Linked DNA regions of Hordeum vulgare: region 1 is linked to region 2. The links are chromatin contacts, called in public Hi-C maps. All regions are on one chromosome and are shown on one strand. Each heading gives the region's core, a stretch centred on a gene start, on an enhancer-like site or on the middle of the called end of the contact. The rest is flanking DNA. Distances are from core to core; before and after follow the strand shown. Region 1 holds the start of LOC123407002. Region 2 holds the start of LOC123409852 (protein SMAX1-like).

Region 1 (2,700 bases), core at 48-2,547, 780 kb before region 2:
GTAGTTTGGATATATTCGTCCTTTGTGACATTATTTAACAATACTTTTCACTTACTATTTTTCAACATTTAACGGATCATGTCGATTGCACTCATATTTAGAACTCCACTATCAGCAAACTTACCAACTACACAGCCTGGTTTTCATCCAAACAAGAAAACACAACATAGACAGTTTGATGACATATTCACATCACTGGTAAATAATGACATTTGATCGAGTGCAGCAGTGGAAGAAGAAGTTGTGTGTCCAAGAGCTCATAAATAATTATTACCTGCTTGAGGATAGGGGTAGCACACTTTTCTCTTAGAGCAAAAGCATCAGAGTAGGTTATGCAGGGCACTGGTTTCAGTTCAGCATACTGCATATACAATTCAAGAATCAACACATTCCTCGACAAATAAATCAATAAACAGTCCAACCTAAACTCACAAGAACCTTAACCATGGCCAATCATCTCAAAACATATATTCAACTATAAATCCATAAGACGTATAACTTAAAAGACCAATAACTGACAGAAGCACTGATATTAATCGAAGAGAGTTCTTGCCTTTAAGGCCATGCCTATGATTGTGAGAGGAAATCCGTAGGTTAGCATCAGAGCAGACCACTCCGAACCAGGGAGAAGATTGAAATACGCCCCAAATCCATACCTGGGATGCAAAAAACACATGAGCCACTGATAGAAGAACATCCTGGATCTCTCTGATTTGCACAATAGGATCTGCAACATTTGAACTTACGACAAGAGGGAGCCACCTATCCCTAGTCCAATCACGCCAAAAGACACCTGCAGATGGTGGGGTATTCAGCGCCAAACGCGCGCCAAATTCTAAGAACACAGAGCTACCGCTTGCTTGTTGCTCCTGGCTCTCGAGAACCAAGAAAATGACCGAGCCACTCACCTTGGCGAGGGTGAACTCATCGTCGGGGATGACGGCCTTGTTGTCGGCTGCTCCGGACGATGACGCGGGTGCGGCGGGAGGGGAAGAATCCGCAGCTCGGACCAGCGCACCGATGCGACTCGTATGGCATGGCATAAGGAAAGCATTTCTCGCCAGGCGGCGGGAGGAGGATGGCGCCGGGAGCGCAGCAAGAGCCCGGAGTGAGTTTGCAGTGCACTGCAGAGACATGTCTCTCTCCCTCCGCCGCACGTCGCGGCACAGCCACTAGCGTGTAAATCAATCTTGACAATTTATCCTTGGGAAGTGAGTGTTTGTTCCCAGGGAATTTCAGTGGCACGGAGAGATAAGGAGGAGATGGGGCTGCGGTTTTGGCGCGTGGATGGGGGGAATTGGGAGAGGGCGAGAGAGTGGACCACGAACCCATCTAGGTCAGCCACAGCCTATCGGGAGAAATGGATGGCACTTATCATATCGCACCGCTTATATACTTTTTACCCTAAACGGGTCTGCATCCATATCAGCCCGCGCCGGTCCGTAAAACAGATTTTGCGTGAACTGCAAACGTGTTTTGTGGGCCGACGGGATGGGGGACTGCTAGAGTTGCTCTTAGACCATGCACACTCCGTATATCGTCGATTCATAAAAGTCGTTTAAAGCATCTCCAACATCCGTCTAAAAAATGTTTCACGTGCTAAATTATTCGTTTTTTGGATGCCGGACAGCTTTAACAAAAGCTGTAAAATTGTGCACGTGCTGAAAAGTTTTAAGCACACGCTGCAAAACGCTATCGTGCGCACTATATTTGAGACGCCGGCGCGCGCACGGTATAATCTGGACCACTGCAGGTGGGGCTGCTGGATTGGGCGCCGCGCTAGCGCGCGTTTGTTGCAGATGCTTCGGTCCCCACGCATTAAAAGTGATACAATGACGCGCTAAAAAATTTATTGAGCGCCAAATTTTTGTGCGGCTGTTGGAGATGCTTTTATAGTTTGCAAAAAAAACGCTTTTGTGGGCTGGCGCGAGCGGCATCCTAGCAGACCGTGCAAAACGGACCAGAATATTTTTTTATGGATCCGTTTTGCGCGATCTATTCGGCCATCATCCACCATCGATCCGTAAATCGGTTATTTGCATTTCAATTTGGAGCATGAAACACATTTATTTGCTTCCTTATTTCCTTCAAAGGCATTGATACATAATAATTCACCAAATCTTTGTTAAAATAGCAAAAGAAAGAAAACAAGACTCACAATTAGGCATTTTAGAAGATATCCAACTTCCATAACTACTCCCACTAGTTGGATCAATATCTTCTTCATGCATTCATTGTTGCTCTATGGATTCTTGATCTTATATTCTTCATTCTTCGGCTTTGATTCCAAAGAATTAGACGTTGCTTCTCCTCTAATTTCTTTTCTAATTGCACATGCAGCCGCATCATTAGACTTAATTATACTAAAGAGTGCACGAACATCTATTAAGTTTCTTCCTATCAATAAATCGATGTATTCTTCTTCCCAATAACAAAATGAGCATACACCTTCCTACACACATGAACACCTCAATAAGCTACCGAAATTTAACCAAATTGAACCAAATAAGTCGAACAGAAAGAAGGACATACCCCGTCGTTATTGCATTTGAAGAATACCCATCCGAGGTGTTGTCGTGTGCTAGATGTGAATCGCAGCACTGTCTCTGTGCACTCGTCGCACTGTACGAGGGGCATCGGCAAGCCGACGAGCCGTTGTACGAGCACCGAGCCCGGGCGACGGCCGGAAGAGTCCTTGCC
Region 2 (2,700 bases), core at 42-2,541:
CGCACGCTGCAGTGGCGACGGCCCACACTTCACCGCGCCCGAAACGCCTGATCAGACGCCCCATCTCAGCAACGGCCGCCTTGGCCCCCTCCGACGACGGCGCGGCAGGGCCTTCCACCATCCACTTCAGGTCCCCGAGGTCAAGAATTACCCCGCCGTGCTCACCAACGAGCCTCTCGACTACGGCGCCCAGCTTCCCGATCCTCTCCGCCATCGCCACCTTGTCGCCAGCAAGCTTGGCGAGTTCCGCCTCCAGATGCAGGATCTTGGCTGCAGCGAGGGAAGGGGAGCTGGCCGTTGGGATTCTTCGAATTGCCTCCTTCAGCACCATGTCTGGTCCGGAGTCTCCAATGATAACCGGGTTGCGGCGCGCTGGCTTGAGCATGACGTCAAGAACCTTGCGCGCATCATCCCCGCAGCCGGCTCCAGCGGCCGCTGCCGCCAGCCGAGGGTTGATATATGCGTTGGTGGTGCCAGCGCGCAAAAGAGAGGAAGGGGATGGGGAGAAGGGGGTTGGTGTCGGCACAGGACTACACGCTGCGGTGGAAGACGAAGGGGAGGGTGAGGTGAGAGACTGTTCGATGGTGTTCTTCACGGTAGCAGATGAGAAGGACGCCTCGCGCATGACGCGGCTGACCGAAGGGTCGTCGAGGATGGAGAGCACGAGCTGCTCGAGCTCCACCTTAACGGCGAGGAGCGGCTGCTGTGCCGTCTCAGGGCAGCCCCGCCGTTGTTGGGCCTGCGCGCGCTTGAGAGCCGCAACGAGCGCGTTGGAAACGGGAGGAGCAGCGGCCCCGCCTCCAAGCGCGGCCCCCGCAAAGGCAGGCAACCTGTCGAGCGCGACAGAGAAACAGAGCTCAAGAGCGCGGCAGTGGAGGGGGTGCGCTCCGGCGCCACCAGAGGCGGCGGCAGCGCCTCCCGCGGCCACGGCCCGCGCGCAGGCCTGGCGCAGCACGCTAGCCGGCGCCGCGAGCAGCGCAGCGGCGACGTGGAGCGGCGTGGTGGTCACGTGCCTCCGTCGAGCTGCCTCGTCCATGGCTTGCGCCAGCGCCGCCGCCGCCTCTGGCGTGAGAGTCTGCTGGATGGTGCTGAGATCCGCCCTCATCGTCGTCGCCGCCGCTGCGGCCTTCCACTCATCAATCGATCAAAGAACACGCGAATTCTTCTGTGTTCTTCACCTAGGTTCCTCGTCGCCGTCTTGGGGTAGTGCGGCACGCCGAAGAGCCGGGAGCGCGGAAAAGGGGGCGTCTCGGAGGGGTGGGGGATGGTGGGGGGAGGCGGAAGTAACGAGACCACTACGAGGAAAAGGGGAAGAGAGAGAGAGAGAGGCGAATAGAATCTTCGTCTCCAATTTCGCTTCGTCTCTGCATTTTACACTAGTAGACTAGTAAACTGACAATATTTATTTTTTGCGGGTAGTAAATGGTCAACGTTACCCGGAAACATGACATATTCTATTGCTTCTCTGTTTTCTTGGCGCGGGTAGAAGGTGCCATGGTATCCATCCAGACCCATCCGCACGCGTACTTTCGGACGTCTCAACCTGTAGCCCGCATGTCCGGTGGCTGGACCGGTCGCCCGCACGACCTGATTTACCATCGCGCTGCCTCCACTTCCGGGCTTCCCATCCACCAACCCGCAAGCAAGAATTTCTCTTCCCCATCTTTCGATCCACTCAGCCGTCTCCCACCTCCCGATCTACCTCGTGCATCTTGGTTGCCATGGCAACAATGCTAGAACAAATCTAGCGGCTGCTGGACCAAGAACACGTATGCAACCCATGTGCGATCTGGTCATTTTAGTCTGTCCTTCCCTGAAAATGAACTCGTAAACGGCCATCATGCGTCCGAATTTGCCATGGCAACCGGAACCCTAGAGCAGCAATGGACAGTTGCCGAAAAGTAGATCCATGCCAGAGTAGTTACGCACCATGTGCCATAGATTGGCATGTGGAGTTGGAATTTTCGAGGTTGTAATCAGACTGAACTCTTAGCAAGGAAAAAAATTACCATCCAACTTTGCTGGTACTTGCCGCCTTGCTACGGATTTAGTTGCAATAGTTGTGTATGGAGGAGCAGGGCATAGCTGAATAACTTCTCGGGGGAGATGGAATGAAAAGTAGTTGCCATCCAACTTTGTTGGCAGTTGCCGTCAATTTCCATGGTAGTTGACAGGCAGATTGAACAACAACCATGCACATGCATGCATTGCCAAAAAAAATAGATGGGTGACTATAAATGTTGCAGTTACCATGCCATGCTAGGGGTCTATGCCAATAATGCAATAATCTTGCCATTTTGCTTATGGATTAGGCTACTGCATACTCATTCATGTCGTGATTGATTGTTGTGCAGGTATTGAAAAACAGGGAGGGGACCAAAATGTACCCTGGAGATGGAACTAATTCTTGGTTTTCAGGGCAGCCACAAGCGCCCCCTTGGGATGCACTGGAGTATGGCGAACTAATATCAGCAGGCCCGCTACTACCACTGATGCAACAATATGCAAACATAGGTAGGGATGTGTGAAAAATGTAAACAAGTTCTACTTGGATTGTTTGTTGGAATGAAAGAATGGCAATCCGTTTTACATTTTTTATTGACATGTTTGCAGGTTACGACGGTACATCTGCACCAGCGGGAGAGCCATGGGAAACTACACCACAGGGGATGACCCGCATTGCAGACGCAAGGCAGCAGT

What was found. Hi-C and Micro-C count contacts between places; a contact is called where the count stands out from the background.
Region 1: a Hi-C map of seedling shows a contact between it and region 2, with 3 times the contacts expected there. The contact joins the promoter of LOC123407002 here to the promoter of LOC123409852 in region 2. A contact is called at or near these places in 4 of 6 Hi-C or Micro-C datasets (leaf and seedling).

What each region holds. Positions count from the first base shown.
Region 1 is chr7H:346,578,815-346,581,514 of MorexV3_pseudomolecules_assembly, reverse strand. LOC123407002 reads right to left here and starts at 1,297. Exons shown (of 9, transcript XM_045100028.1): 1 at 909-1,297; 2 at 747-793; 3 at 554-656; 4 at 275-361. The coding sequence starts at 1,136.
Region 2 is chr7H:345,794,644-345,797,343 of MorexV3_pseudomolecules_assembly, reverse strand. It overlaps LOC123409852 (protein SMAX1-like), which reads right to left and starts at 1,291. Exons shown (of 3, transcript XM_045102721.1): 1 at 1-1,291. The coding sequence starts at 1,105.